Regions from separate parts of the Sus scrofa genome. Here all the other regions are linked to region 2. Evidence: chromatin contacts called from public HiChIP or PLAC-seq and promoter capture Hi-C data. All regions are on one chromosome and are shown on one strand. The core of a region is the stretch at or near the end of the contact, and the rest is flanking DNA. Distances in the headings are between cores, read along the strand shown. Region 1 holds the start of MED29 (mediator of RNA polymerase II transcription subunit 29). Region 2 holds the start of HNRNPL (heterogeneous nuclear ribonucleoprotein L). Region 3 holds the start of SPRED3 (sprouty-related, EVH1 domain-containing protein 3). Region 4 holds the start of RYR1 (ryanodine receptor 1). Region 5 holds the start of PLEKHG2 (pleckstrin homology domain-containing family G member 2).

What was found. Promoter capture Hi-C pulls out the DNA fragments that hold promoters and counts their contacts. HiChIP or PLAC-seq counts read pairs in DNA pulled down with a chosen protein or histone mark.
Region 1: a contact with region 2 is called in a promoter capture Hi-C map of liver, with 2.3 times the contacts expected there. The contact joins the promoter of MED29 here to the promoter of HNRNPL in region 2.
Region 3: an H3K27ac HiChIP or PLAC-seq map of alveolar macrophages shows a contact between it and region 2. The contact joins the promoter of SPRED3 here to the promoter of HNRNPL in region 2. A contact is called at or near these places in 1 of 47 Hi-C or Micro-C datasets (heart right ventricle) and 1 of 2 datasets of contacts at active chromatin or transcription factors (alveolar macrophages).
Region 4: a contact with region 2 is called in an H3K27ac HiChIP or PLAC-seq map of skeletal muscle. The contact joins the promoter of RYR1 here to the promoter of HNRNPL in region 2. A contact is called at or near these places in 1 of 47 Hi-C or Micro-C datasets (skeletal muscle) and 1 of 2 datasets of contacts at active chromatin or transcription factors (skeletal muscle).
Region 5: a promoter capture Hi-C map of liver shows a contact between it and region 2, with 2.6 times the contacts expected there. The contact joins the promoter of PLEKHG2 here to the promoter of HNRNPL in region 2. A contact is called at or near these places in 1 of 5 promoter capture datasets (liver), 2 of 47 Hi-C or Micro-C datasets (fibroblasts and retroperitoneal adipose tissue) and 1 of 2 datasets of contacts at active chromatin or transcription factors (alveolar macrophages).

What each region holds. Positions count from the first base shown.
Region 1 is chr6:48,050,608-48,053,401 of Sscrofa11.1, forward strand. It overlaps MED29 (mediator of RNA polymerase II transcription subunit 29), which reads left to right and starts at 1,378. Exons shown (of 4, transcript XM_005657496.3): 1 at 1,378-1,773; 2 at 2,611-2,669. The coding sequence starts at 1,555. PAF1 (RNA polymerase II-associated factor 1 homolog) reads right to left here. Exons shown (of 16, transcript XM_003359387.4): 2 at 1,212-2,507; 3 at 943-1,128; 4 at 323-352; 5 at 132-224. The coding sequence starts at 989.
Region 2 is chr6:47,654,557-47,657,256 of Sscrofa11.1, forward strand. It overlaps HNRNPL (heterogeneous nuclear ribonucleoprotein L), which reads right to left and starts at 1,300. Exons shown (of 15, transcript XM_021094349.1): 1 at 724-1,300. The coding sequence starts at 980.
Region 3 is chr6:47,300,806-47,303,505 of Sscrofa11.1, forward strand. SPRED3 (sprouty-related, EVH1 domain-containing protein 3) reads left to right here and starts at 1,406. Exons shown (of 6, transcript XM_021094342.1): 1 at 1,406-1,558. GGN (gametogenetin) reads right to left here and starts at 771. Exons shown (of 3, transcript XM_005664585.3): 1 at 518-771.
Region 4 is chr6:47,338,456-47,341,228 of Sscrofa11.1, forward strand. RYR1 (ryanodine receptor 1) reads left to right here and starts at 1,304. Exons shown (of 109, transcript NM_001001534.1): 1 at 1,304-1,480. The coding sequence starts at 1,433.
Region 5 is chr6:48,068,085-48,070,784 of Sscrofa11.1, forward strand. It overlaps PLEKHG2 (pleckstrin homology domain-containing family G member 2), which reads left to right and starts at 1,448. Exons shown (of 21, transcript XM_021094371.1): 1 at 1,448-2,297. TRNAI-UAU (a tRNA gene) reads right to left here and starts at 1,103; the gene lies at 1,011-1,103.

The DNA.
Region 1 (2,794 bases), core at 128-2,627, 400 kb after region 2:
CAGTATGGGGCACCTACTGTTATGTGGTAGGTACTGCTCTAGGCTCTCGACAGTCAACAAGAGAAACAGTCCCTGCCGTCAAGGAACTCACATTCTGAGTGGGTTGTTTCCCAGTCCCATCGCAGTCTCACCTGTTCTGGTCAAAGGGATAGGTGATGAACTTGGGGTCGAAGGGAATGTCAGGAAGGCTATTGCAGTACTTGACTCGGCAGACCACTCCAGACCTGGAAACACAGTGGCTCAAAACCCAGCCTTTGCTGCCCCACCTCTGCCCCCAGCCCCCAGCGGCCCACCCCTCGCGGGAAAACACATCAGTGCTCACCTCTCAGGCAGAGTGCGGTGAGAATTGGGCCTGAAGAGTAAAAAAAAAGACACTAACAAAAGATAGAACGGGATTTGCAGGAGAGCAAAGGGGGCTTTTCTAAGCTTCTAAAAAGGGAAGGAGAGGGTGATAAATGCTAATCCCTCTTGGTAGGAGGGACGCAAGTATTTCATTCCTTTCAGAGAAATGCCTCAATAAATGAAACCAAGTGCTCGATTTGTTAAATTTATACAAATACTTCTGTTTCTAAACATACAGCAGGAAACACGAGTCAATTTCTCTTGAAGTAAAGGTCTTTTGAGCTCTCTAATAAATAGAGTCACGTACTCAATTGTTTCTAGGAAAAGGGGTCTCCAAATGCTTGACTGGAGGGATAGGAGCTCAGTCCCATCTGGATATAATCGTCTCCAGAGCTTAATTCCAGAACTCCGTGGCCGGGAGGAGGGGGACAACACCCCGCCCGGGACCCGCCCCCGTGAGCAGGTGAGCACTCCGTGACGTCACGGACAGACCTAGGGGGCTGGTGATACTGCGACTGACATCGCGCCCGACCCTCCCAACTCGCTGATGCCTACACAGATTTAGAAAAAAGCGGTGCAGCCAGGCGGCGCGGTTCCTACCTGTGGCCGTCCTCGCGCTGGGCCTGGGTCTGGATAGTGGGCGCCATGGCGACAAGGCGTCGGCAGTCCTGACGAGAGCCTCACAGAGCCACAGGAAGAGGCGTGCCGACCTCGGCGGACGCCCAATCCGAGACAGGGCTCGGGCTGGCGCCGCTCTCCTCAGGAATAGGGTCGGAGTGAGGTGAGCTGGTGAGAAGAGTTCCAATTAACACCTGAGTTAATACGCGGTACTGAGGTAAACGCGCACACAACGCCCACAACATACTCACAGCTCCGACTCCACCAACTGCCGCCAAGACGCCGAGGACTTCAGAGCGCCTCAGGCCGCAAGGCCTTCTGGGAAATAGAGTCTGATTGGCTCTACACCCGGATTGGCGAACGACCGGGTAAGGGCGGAGCGGGGAAGGAAGAGCCTCTTGTGATTGGCGACTGGGTATCTCGGTCTGGACGTCGGCTTTGAGAATCCAGAGTTGGAGGGTGGCTTCTTTCCTCCCATTGGCTGAATTGTCTAGGAGGCGGAGCTAACAAGCAAACAGGGCCTAGAGACGAAGACGCTAAAGAGAAACCCGGAAGGAGCACTTGGACGCACTTCCGGCGCGCTAAGCAGGGAAGATGGCTGCATCCCAACCTCAGGCTTCTGCAGCTTCTTCTGCTGCTGCTGGTGTGTCGGGTCCGGGTTCGGCTGGCGGCTCGGGTCCTCAGCAGCAGCCGCAACCACAGGCACAGTTGGTGGGGCCTGCCCAGGGCGGGCTTTTGCAGCAACAGCAACAGGACTTCGATCCTGTACAGCGATATAAGATGCTCATCCCGCAGCTAAAAGAGAGTCTGCAGGTGATTGGCCACGAGCTGCGAGAAGCAAGCGAGATGTGGCTCTCTGATTTAATAGGGGTGGATGGCGGGGCTCTTTAGTCAAGGAGAGCGCAAAAGGAGATTTAGGCAAGGAAGATGAGTGAGGCTTGATATTGGAGAGGCCAGAGCGAAGCTTTGTGAACTGACAGTGTGCGGTGGGATCAGGGCAAATCTTGAGCCTAGGATTTATCAGAATTCACGCGGGAGGGAGTTTAAAGAAGAAACCTAGCTCGGGTCGTGAAAGCCTGAAAAACGGACTGGCCTGTACAGAAAGTGACCATGACTGGTGGGTGAGGGATGACTCAAGTTATGTCCAAGAGGTTATTGGCGAGAACCCCAGGTGACCGAGAGTGGGCCTCCGGGAACGTACAGGTGGTTATTGCTATAGAGGAATGGAAGCTGGCATTACTCTGGAGTGGCAGGATAGAAGTGCCAAGTGAAGAGGCCTGAGATTGGGGTATCTTAAAAGGAGATTAGGGGTTCCCGTCGTGGCGCAGTGGATAACGAATCCGACTAGGAACCATGAGGTTGCGGGTTCGGTCCCTGCCCTTGCTCAGTGGGTTAACGATCCGGCGTTGCCGTGAACTGTGGTGTAGGTTGCAGACGCAGCTCGGATCCCGCGTTGCTGTGGCTCTGGCGTAGGCCGGTGGCTACAGCTCCGATTCGACCCCTAGCCTGGGAACCTCCATATGCCATGGGAGCGGCCCAAAAAATAGCTTAAAAAAAAAAAAAAAAAAAAAGAAGAAGAAGAGATTAGATCGACCAAAGGTGTTCTCTTTTGTGTCTGCATTTTCTTCACCTTTTTTTCCCTTTAATTAGACCCTGATGAAGGTTGCAGCCCAGAACTTGATTCAGAACACTAACATTGACAATGGACAGTGAGTAATCCCTTTTCCCCAGGGTGTCCTATCTCCATCCTAGTTTTAGAAATTCACCCCCTCTGCACCCCACCCATCCCCTTTTTCTCTTACTTTCAAGCCCAGCTCCCTAGAGCCTAACTGCC
Region 2 (2,700 bases), core at 50-2,549:
TGAAGAGGCTCCAATCCCTTCCAAAATGCCCACCCTCAGAGAACATTTTGATTCGAGAAACTGACTGCATCCAGTTAACCCCTAGAAATTGTAAGCAAACTTGTGATAACTCCAAAGCTTGGCTTAAACTTCTAAACGCCCAAGACCTTTCACAAGCCCTTCTTCCGGTTTTCGATGCCCACAAAAACGAGGAACATATCCTGGTCTAAAAAAACATCCTTAAATAAATGAGTTTCTGTACAGGGACAAACCATGACGCTACAAAAACTAAAAACGATCAGGCAGAATTCCCCACTCAAGCAGAGAAAAATGCCACCGCCCACGCGCTCCCCGCGGTGCCCCCCCCCAACAACCGCCCACGAGGCCGGGGCAGGAGCAGTGCGCCTGCGCAGGGGGCCAGACAGGAAAACGATAGAGAAAAACGGCCAGGCCGCGTGCCTGGCCCCCACAAGCTAGCCCGCGGCGCCTGCGCAATGCGCCAGCCGCAGCGCGAGCAGTTTCCTCCACCCCCCACCTCGGGATACCGCGCACGCGCAAGCGCCTGTCCTCGCGCAAACCCCGCCGTTTGCCCAACGTCTGCCCCTCCCCCACCCCACCCCGTCCTTCAGGGCGAGGGCCTGGGCGCGTGCGCACAGACTCAGCCACCTAAAATTAATACTCTCTAGATTGGCAATCTTCCCTCCCTTCCCCGGCCGTCTCCGGCGCCTAGGGCCCTGGCCTCACCCGCCGCCGCCGCCCGCCGCCCCGGCTCCACCGCCGCCGCCGCCTCCATGCTGGTCGCCGGCGTTGTCAGTCTTGAGCCGCTTAGGGGCCCGGCCGCCCTCACTGCCGCCGCCGTAGTAGCGGCCACCGCCGCCTCCGCCGCCCGCCGCCGCCATCTTCACCATCGCTCCGGACCGCCGCCGCTGCTCGTCCGGCTGCTGCCTCTGCTCCAACCGCCGACGCCGCTTCTCCGCCCGGGGCAGCAGCCTCCGCGACATGGCGGCGCAGAACCCGCCTCCCCCCGCCTCTCATTGGGGGAGGGACACGCCCGTCACTCGCCGCCCCCACCCGATAGGGGAGCCACTGGTCCCGCCGCGGCGGGAGGGGAAGCCTCCGTCCGCCTTGCGTGCCTATAGGATAAAGGCCACGCCGTTCTGCAAGAGCGCCCGCCCTCGTTTGTCTGGGACACTCCTTATAGGCGAGCGCTTTCTGCAAGTTATTTTGCCGACCCCACCGCCTTAAAATAAACTCCAATTTGATAGGTCGGATTTCTGGCACAGCCTGGCCTCCTTTGGAGTACCTGATAGGAGCGGCGCTCCCCAAGCTCCTGAAAAGCCCCGCCTCCTTCCCGCTCTTACTGGTTTTCTCCCTCGTCCATCAAACGGAGAGCCCTTAGTCATCCAGTCGCAGCGACTCCCTTCCCCAGCCTCTCTACAAGGAGAGAAGGAGGCCCCTCCCTTTTGCTTTTCACTACTGGCTGCTGTAGATGTCCGTCGTCTGGGTCTCCACCCGATTAGTCATTTGAGAGTGGAATCCTCTCACCAGATTGTAGGACCACTGGTGGGCCCTGATTGGGTGGAAAGGGGAGCCCATCCCAGGCCCGTAGGCGCTCTTTGGCGCAGTCAAGGAAAGGATGGGAGGCGAGGACGCATGCGCGAACTGCTTTCTGGCGCCTCCGAAGGCGGGGCAGCCCTCCAAAGGAGCGAAGGCCTGAAGTACCTTGAGTAGTTTTTGATTTGCTGTGAGCAGCACTGGAGACCTACACCAAGTTACAGGGAAACGGCCAGTGTAGCTCTGTCCCCGTCACTATATCCTATTCCTCTCTATCTCTAACTTTCACAGTGCCAGAGGAATTGTTTTTAAAAGTCCCTGTCTGACCTTTTTCTCAGTATAAAACCATTTGCTGCTGCCAACCGTCTAACCCTGTCCGGTTTGCCGGCATTCTTTCACCACTCCACCTCTAAATTCAGCCACAATAACTCAGTTTGCAGAAAGAAAAGGATTTTTCGCGCACCTCTCGATCTTTGGCCAAGCACGCCTTTCCAAACGACACTTTCTCCACTACCCCAGAACTAAGGAATAAATTTCTCTAGCCCGTGCTCAGTTCACTCTGAAAGTGTCCCTAGTCCCTACCAGCCCAGACCGCAGGGCTTCCCCCATGATAATCCCTGATCACTCAGCCCAATGATTTTCACACGACAGCCTTTACAGGGTTATCACAGTTTGGTTCTGGGTGGGTTGGTTCTGTGTGGGCAAGGGAAGGGTGGTCCCCGCCTCTGCCTTAGACTGGCCTATCTACCAAACGCAAGGTGTATGTAGCACCCAGCAAAGTGCTAGCATTAGCACTCTGCAAAGGGAGTAGTTCTAAGCGTCCAGTGGGCCTCATTTTCTTAGGGCCGGGCCAACCCTCAGAGGACACCCTCTCTCAGTCTCTAGAGTCCAACAACGCCCAATAGTTGGAACCAGGGGCGGGGCGGGGCGGGAGCTGACCTAGGATGCCACCCTGTGGGCTCTAAGGTTATGGGGCTGCCTGTTGGTGGGAAGGAAGAAGCAGTCAAGAAGAGAGGAGACAGTAGTGGGAAATGCGGGGGCGGCCCCCCTAAAGATGCTCCGGAACCTTTCCATCCGGGTGAAAGGGAGTTCCCGAAATGGAGGTCCCGGTGGAAACTAAGTTAGAAATGGGATCAGTGGCACTAAGATATTGGGACCAGGCCTGGT
Region 3 (2,700 bases), core at 156-2,655, 350 kb before region 2:
CCTGTCTTCCTATCTGGACCCTCAGATCACATCCCTTCGCTTTGACCACATCCGAGGTCTCTAGACTCCAAGACATAGGCCTTGCCCGCCTTCCTTGCCAGTTACTCAGGCCACAACACGCGTGGTGATTGTACTCTGTAGCTTGTAAGACCAAGGAGTACCAGCTTCTCTCCCTGAACTCTCAACAAGGTTTCTTTGGCCCAGGCCCCGCCTCCTCCCTCTGGTCCCGCCCCCGATTGTCAGGGAATCGGGCCTTCTCAACCAGACCCCCCAACCCTCCCCAGGTCTGGCCCCGCCTCCGCTTAACAAATCCAGATATTTTTGTCGTGCTAACCCCTCAGTCCTCACCTCTAACCCTCAACTCCCTCTCAATTGATTATTTGGTTCCCGCCCTCTTCCCAGGCTTCACTGCTAAATTTCTTTTCCTGCTCCAGGTCTAGCGGCAGACCTCATACTCAGGCTCCACCCCTTCCCCCAAGCTCCGCCCTCGCTCCTCCTCTCAGAGGATCCCACTCACCGACTCCACCAGCCGACCGAAGTTCGGACCGCGGCCCCCTGGGCCCAGGGGAGGGAGGGGAACGGCCGCAGCAGAAAGTAACCGAAAAGAACGGGGCAAGCGGGCGAGGCAGCAAGAGCGGACCCCGAGACCTAGGCCCCGCCCATAGGCTCGAGCCCCCCGCCCCGTGTGCCAGCTTGAGCACTGCCCCTTAGGAACCTGGATCTCCCTTTGAAATACTCCAGTGTCTTCTTCCCCGCCCCCAGGCCTTGCAGTCCTAGGCCCCACCCCTGTAGAACGTTCTTTTAAGCCCCGCCCCTTCACAATGCCCCGCCCTCTCCGTTAGTTTCTCTCCTGAAGCTCCGCCCATTATGAACACAGCTGCGTAGCTCCTCCCTTTTGGAACTCTCCGTCGTCCGGCCCCTAAAGGCAGTTTACTTGTAAGCTCCGTCCTACAAGGACAACCTCTCCTCCCAAGACCCTCTTTCCTCTGGCTCGCCCAGAAGGCCCTTCCTCTGTGGATCCGCCCCTTCTATGACGCACGCGCTCGTCCGCGCCTCCCGCGTCTTCACTCTCCTTTTCCAGGCCCTCCGACCCCGCCCCCTAGCGATGCTCCCTTCTCGCCCCACCCCTTTTCGAACCCCGCCAGGCACCCCGCCACTCCCATTTAGAACCCAAAACATAGACCTTGCCTCTTTAGAACATCCAGAGCAAGCTCTGTCCTAGACTCCCTCCCTACATCCTCAGGGACCAATGGCACAGATGGGTGGGAAAGGAGGGGATCCTTTCTGGATCCTAAGAAAATGGGGGCTGGGGGGCTGTTCGCTGGAGCCAGGGCCGGGCTCTAGGACCCAGCGGGCAAGTGCGCCTGCCTCGCGCTTACCCCTCCCCCCAAGCCGCCCCCTCCCCCCCCATCTACCAGGTTTCCCCTCCCTCCCCCCTCGCCCCGGCTCCCGGTGCCCGTCTCTAGCGCCGCCGGAGCCAGCGAGGGAGCTGGAGCGAAGAGGAGGAGGAGGAGGAGGCCACGTCGCCACCGCTCGGAGCCCGGCCGGAGCCTTCCAGGCAGGTGCCGAGGGGGGCGAGGGGGCGGGGGCTGACAGACGGCCTGTCACGGTGAGGGGGCAGCCGGGACCGCGCAGCGCCTCCTGTCCACCGGGACGCCCCCAGACCCTGGCTGGAAGGACAAGGGGGTGGGGGCTCCTAAACTGCGCGGCAGCCATTTGGGGTACCAGTCTCCATTTGGGGGGGCCTGGACTTCCTACGAGGACACCCCATTCATAATTTCCGTACTGGACCCCCACCATTGAGGAAATCTGGGGACCACTCCCCCCAGGAAACAGATCATAGGGAGCGTAGGGCACCCAGAAATCCCGGCATCCCATCCCAGTAGGCCCTGGGGGGGGACCCCTGCCCTCTTTCTCTGCTTCACCTGTTGTCGGGGGAGGCGGGCGGACAAAGGAAGCAGCGTCACGTGACTGCTCATTCACAAAATCCCATCCCATTGAGAAAAGGGGGCTGGGGGCGCTGCGGCGGCCCCTTCCCCTCCCGAAAGGCTGGGGAAACCCGACAGCCTGCTGGTGGGGGAAGGGGCTAGAGCTCGTGGCTTGGGTGCTTGAGGCTGGGGCACCAAGGTCCCTGCGCTAGGTGGTAGTGAGGGGTTGGAGGCTGATCCTGATTGCTGGGCGGAGGGCTATGGTCCCTGAACAGGGGGGAGGGGGGCTGGGGGGCGGGGTAAGATGGTTCTGAAGGATGCTGGGGCCGGGAGAGGGAAGAGGAGGGATCAATTCCCCCCTCCCCGCCCGCCTGCCCGCCCGCAATCTCTCCCCCTTGCCTTTCCTCGGCAGGGGCCTGAGGGAGCAACCTTGATTTTGTGAATGAAATGCTCTCTGGATGTGTCTCGGTCGCCCGTTCCTGGCTTCTTCTGCCTCCATCTCCCTTTCGGCCTGTCTCTGGCCATTTCTGGTTCTCTCCCTGCTCTCTGCCCATCTCCCGTTGCCGGGTGACTCAATGAGCTTTGCATCCGGTCTCATTCATAAATCCGGGAAGGGGTGGGGGGAAGAGAGCCTGGGTTTCTCACCCAGCCAGTGGCCTGGGCGGCAGGGTGCGGAGGCAGTGTAGGGGGGACTGGGGCTGAGTTGATGGGCTCTAAGAAAATACATATGCGCAGGCACCCAGCTGTGAGGGGGACGATGGGTGGGGCTGTG
Region 4 (2,773 bases), core at 54-2,553, 320 kb before region 2:
GGTAACAAACCTGACTAGTATCCATGAGGATGCAGGTTCAATCCCTGGTCACGCCCAGTGGGTTGGGAATCTGGCCTTGCCGTGAACTGTGGTGTAGGTCCCAGATGTGGCTTGGATCCCGAGTTGCTGTGGCTGTGGTGTAGGCTGGCACCTACAGCTCCAATTCGATCCCTAGCCTGCCAACTTCCATGTGCCACTGGTGTGGCCCCAAAAAGAAAAAAAAAAAAATAGAGCCTACCACGTGGTAACTGATTGACACAGGGATCAATTAAAGTATTATTATTAAGCTGTAGGTTACACAAAGCAATATCTTGCAGTTCAATAAAATTATACATAGGAGTTTCCTTGTGGTGCAATGGGTTAAGGATCTGGTGTTGTCACTTCAGCAGCTCTGGTCACTGCTGGGGTGTGGGTTCAATCCCTGGCCCAGGCACTTCCCTATGTTGTGGGTGCAGCCAAAAAAACCGCAAAAACTATACAGAGTAAGAACCACATATTTTTATTTCCTCTTCCAAAAAAGTGTAAATAATAGCAGGATTGTTGTAAGACCGAAATAAGATGCAGTGAAAAGATCTCAGCTCAGGGCCTGAAATGTGACAGGCATACAAAAGATGTCTGCTACGGCTGTTATTCTTGCCTCATCAGTTTTTATAATAATGACGACGATAATGATGCGAGCGACACTTACGTAACACATTGTGTATTAGTACAGTTTTTAAATACAATTTTTTTTTTCTTTTTAGGGCAGCACCCGCGGCGTATGGAGGTTCCCAGGCTAGGGGTCTAATCGGAGATGTAGCCAAAAGCCTACACCACAGCCACAGCAACGCGGGATTCAAGCCGCGTCTGCAACCTACACCACAGCTCAAAGCAACGCCAGATCCTTAACCCACTGAGCGAGTGCCAGGGATCAAACCCGCAACCTGACGGTTGCTAGTTGAATTCGTTTCTGCTTCGCCACGAGGGGAACTCCAGAGTCTTTATTTTTAATCACTATGTCTGATGGTTTTTAAAGCCGGGAGACCTGGTGCATAACCCCGACATCAAGCAGGGCCTTCCCGGCTCAGAGCCTCAGTTTGGACTTTGTGAAATGGGAGGAGAGAGGAGAGAGGGTAGCTACCTCCTAGACACTCTCCCTTAACACCTCCCACCCGAACGTGCACCTTTGGCTAAAGTCTGGGATCTGTAGGCGGGGCTCCGTCAAAGGGGCGTGGTCTTGTCGTCGGGGCCCAATGGAGACCGGAGGGCGGAGACCTCCTACCAGCTCTGAGCTGCACGCGAGTCTTCCTCGCAGTTCCATCTACCCCGCGGGTGCCTCTGGGGTTCCCAGAGGTCTCCGACCCCAGCCGCCCCCGGCCCGCCCGCCCGCCCAGCCTGCGGCCCCCTCCTCCTATTCCCTGACCTCAGCCCCGGCTCCTCGGGCCTCGACATCATGGGTGACGGAGGAGAGGGCGAAGATGAGGTCCAGTTTCTGCGGACAGTACGTATCTCTGTTAGGGGTCTCTGGGGTCATCTCTCGGGTTCCTGTGAATGTTTCTCTGTCTCTGGATGTCTCCGTCGTGTTTGCTGGTGGTCTCTAAGATTCGAGGTCTCTTCTACTGTCCTTTGGGTGACTGTCACTGTCTTTCTCCGTTTCTGTCTCTCTCAGTCTCCCCCACCTTTCTCGCCTTAGAATTAGTAGAATTTGGGACTGCAGGATGGGGAGGGGAACCTTCTGCCACCCTTCCCTCTGATACTAGCGGGTTGTCCCAGAGAAGGGGGCCGCTGAGGGAGCACCCCCTCCCATCACTCTGGAAGCCGGCACTTGGGGAAGGTGATTCTAATTCCTGAGCTTAATTTAGCTGCCCCCCTCCCCCACCACCACCTAGCTCTAATTCTCTTCTTGCTCCAGACTCTGACCTATTTAAATTCTTGGGAAGGGGGCTGGGGTGGACTGGAGGACCCAGCTCCTTTGAACTCCCAGCTCTTGAGGGTCTCCTGGGGTGGGCGGGTGGGGTCTCTCTAGTTCTAGGTCTTCTTTTTTCCCCCACTTGGTTTTAGGGAGGAGGGTCAAATATGGCTGCCAGTGGTCTCTGGGGGGGTGCCTTTTTCTATCTGTCTCTTTGGATTGTTTGTGTCTGTATCTCTCTCCATCTCTGTCTGCTGGTCTCTGTCTCTGGCTTTGTTTTGCCGGTTTCAGGCCCTCTGTGTTTTTTCTTGCTGTGTCTCCAGCTCTGTCTCTCCCCACTTCTCTGATCCCCGGCTGGGGGGCAGGGATGGGAACGGGAACAACAGGTGTCCCTCCCAGAATAGCCCGCTTTTCTGGGGCCTGGGCAGGGGCCGTGGAGATGATGGGGGAGGGGCTGCCCCTGGGGAGTCCTTCCCACTTTTCCTTCCCAGTGGTTCAGCCCCGTGGGGGTGGGGGGGTTGTGAGTGTGGGGGTATGTTCTCTCTTCTGGGCTAGGTCTGCTGACCCTGCATTAGCCCCTCCCCACGCCCTCTGGGCCCTGGGAAATGCTGACACAGCATTCTGGCCCCAGAATAGGACCCTGGTGAGCCGGGTCTGGTTTCCCGGGAGGGAGGGATGAACAGCTGAGGCCCGTAGTGAAGGATGGGGACAGCTGGACATTCAGCCACGGGAGAAGGCCTAGCTTCACCCTAGGCTCTTGCCCCAGCTCCAGCCCCTTAGCAGACACCATGGGTTGGGCTCTCTCTCCTCCTCCCCAGACCTAATAAGACCATGGCCATGGCCGTCAGCCCCTGAACAGCCACTCTACCTCAGGCCCCATGCCCA
Region 5 (2,700 bases), core at 198-2,697, 410 kb after region 2:
ATGACACTTGAGTCAAATGGAATAAAAGCCAACGTCCTAAGTCCTCACCGGCTTACCCAGTCTGGCTCTCATCTTTGGTCCCTTTTGCTAGCTTCTACCGATACGTCTGACACGCTTCAGCCACTGGGCCTTTGCACAGGCTGTTCCTCTGCCTGGACTACTCCCCAGGTGTCCCAATAGCTCACTCCCCTCCTTCAGGTCTCTGCCCAAATGTGTCCTTAGTGAGATGGTCCCTGACTGCTATTGTTGCAACCCGCATCCTTCCTATGTTGCTCTACTTTTTCCATTACGTTTGTTGTTTATAACCACTTAACATATAAAATGGACTTAGATCTTTATAGCAATCTGCCTCCCCCACTAGAAAGTCAAATACTGGGGCAGAGACTTTGACTTTGTCTTGTTCACTGCTCTTATCACTCACACCTAAACTCTAAACAGAGACCAGACATACAAGGGTCACAAATTTCAGAATTTGTTAAAGTAAAAATAATAAATCGATTCGAAATGAGGAGGGACAGAGAAAACTCCAAGATACACATATACAAAATAGTACCTATGTGAGGTAATTGATGTTAACGGTTCTGGTAATTATTTCATACTTTATACACTATCTCAGGTTGTTATTTTGTACACCTTGGACTAATACAATGATATGCGGCGATTATATCTCGACAAAACTGGAGGGAAGAAATTCAAGACAGAGACAGATGGAGGAGAGAGTGTCACATACAGAGTTTGCAGAGGACACAAAAGTCTGGCATGTGCAGAAGTCTTGAACTGAGATTTGCAGACCCAGGCATCTAAGAGGCGATGCCACCCCCTGGTGACGATGAAGAGAACGGCACCTCCCACAATACAAAACACTCCCTTAGCGACCATCGTCAGAGTCCCAGGAGTCTTTCCAGTTTGAAAATTGCAAAGATCGAAACGTTCATTCCTCTAAGTGATGTAGGTGTTCGGCTCGATCAATAAGACATATAAATCTCTAAAATACTGATATGAAGAAAAGTTGCTCCAGGTGAGGATCGAACTCACAACCTCGGCATTGCTCCGCTTGCACTGCTATATAAGTACCGCGCGCTAACCGATTGCGCCACTGGAGCTTCGGCCGCACCCTCGCGTCCCGGGGTCCTTCAGTCGTTCTTGACCACGTGACCTCACTGGCTAGCTCCGCCTCATCTTTGCATATACAAATAGGAACCTTTGGGTTGGCCAATAGGAGAAAGCGCGTTACCAGTTCCGGATTCTCACGCCTCAAAGGCTCTTGCTGTAAAAGGGAAAAGTCTGAAAGGCGTTTGGAATGTGGGGGTGTAGCCTGCCTGGGACTCGCCTTCTTATGAATATTCAGAGCCTGGGGAGGAAGGGTCTTAACCCTTAGCTGGCTGGCCAGCCGGAAGGCGGCCCCTCCCCCTGCGGGCGGGAACAGGATATGAGCCCGGGCGGCTGGGGGGAGGGGAGGCCTCGGGCGACCGCCCCCTGCCCCACAGCTGAGACCGGACTATCCAGCCCTAGATGTGGCGCCGCCACCGTCCGAGACCCGTGCCACCCATCCTGGAGCCTGAGGGGTCCAGAGTCGCAGACTCCAACAGCCCGAAACTCTGCACCGCATCCCGAGAGACCCCCGAAGCCCAGGCCCCACCCAGCGTCCAAGCTTGAGGACCCCAGACATCCAGGTGCCCAGCGCCCCCTCCTGGAGAAGCCAGGAGTCCCCTTCAGCCCCGCGCGACCCTGTAGGCCCAGCTTCCTGCACTCAGTTTCGAAGAACTTAGGATCCCAGACCGGAGTTTCCCTCTAGAGTTTCCCAGAAAGCTAAGTCCAAGACTCCCCGGGTTGGAGGAACTTGGGATACGGACTCCTAGTGTCCTACCCAGCCTGTTTAGAGCTGAAGCGCCCACTACTTCAAGGGAAAGGGACCCTGGAATTTGGGGTTCCCTGCACTCCTGCCTAGAGATGGTTTAATTCCTGCTCTTAGAGTTAGGGGAACTCAGGAATACGGACTCCCCCCCAACCCACGAACCCATCTAGAAGGCTCAGGAATTTGGGTTCCCAGCACTACAATTTGAGATTCAAGAGTCGAGGCTCCCAGCATCTTCTGCTTAGAGGACCAAAGAAATTCGGACCACTACACCCCATTTTCGGAGAGATCCCGGAGTTTGTTCTCGGAACCTGAGAGCACGAAGTTCACACCTCGGACTTGCTGAGACGCGGGAGCCCCGGTTCTGCTCCTCCTCGGAGACCGTGCGAGGGTCGAATAGCAACCGGGCTGCCTTGCTCTGGGGCTGGAGACTCCCCGGGAGGTGAGGGGGAAGGCGAGGGGCCCCGACGGGCTGGGGGAGGGGGCGGCGCCGCTGCCGCTGAACAATGAGGGGGCGTGCCGGCGGGGGGCGAGCGGAGGCGCCAGCGGGAGTTGGGGGCTAGAGGGGTGTAGGGAGGCGCTGCGGGGGAGCTGCGGCGGTGGAGACAGTGAGCGGATCGCGCAGGGACCGGCCAGAGGGGGTCGAGGACTCGGGGCCAACCGCCCCAACTCGCAGCCCGCCCCAACTCGCAGCCCTCGGCGGGGGAGGGAGCCGTCTGCAGGACCCTGGCATCCGGTTCCCCAGCCTGCTCCGCCCTCCCCTGGGACCCCGCGGCCTCCCGCCCACGGCTTTTTCCCAGCCCTGCCCCTCGCCCTCGGCTGAAGCCGGAGCCCTAACGTTCCCA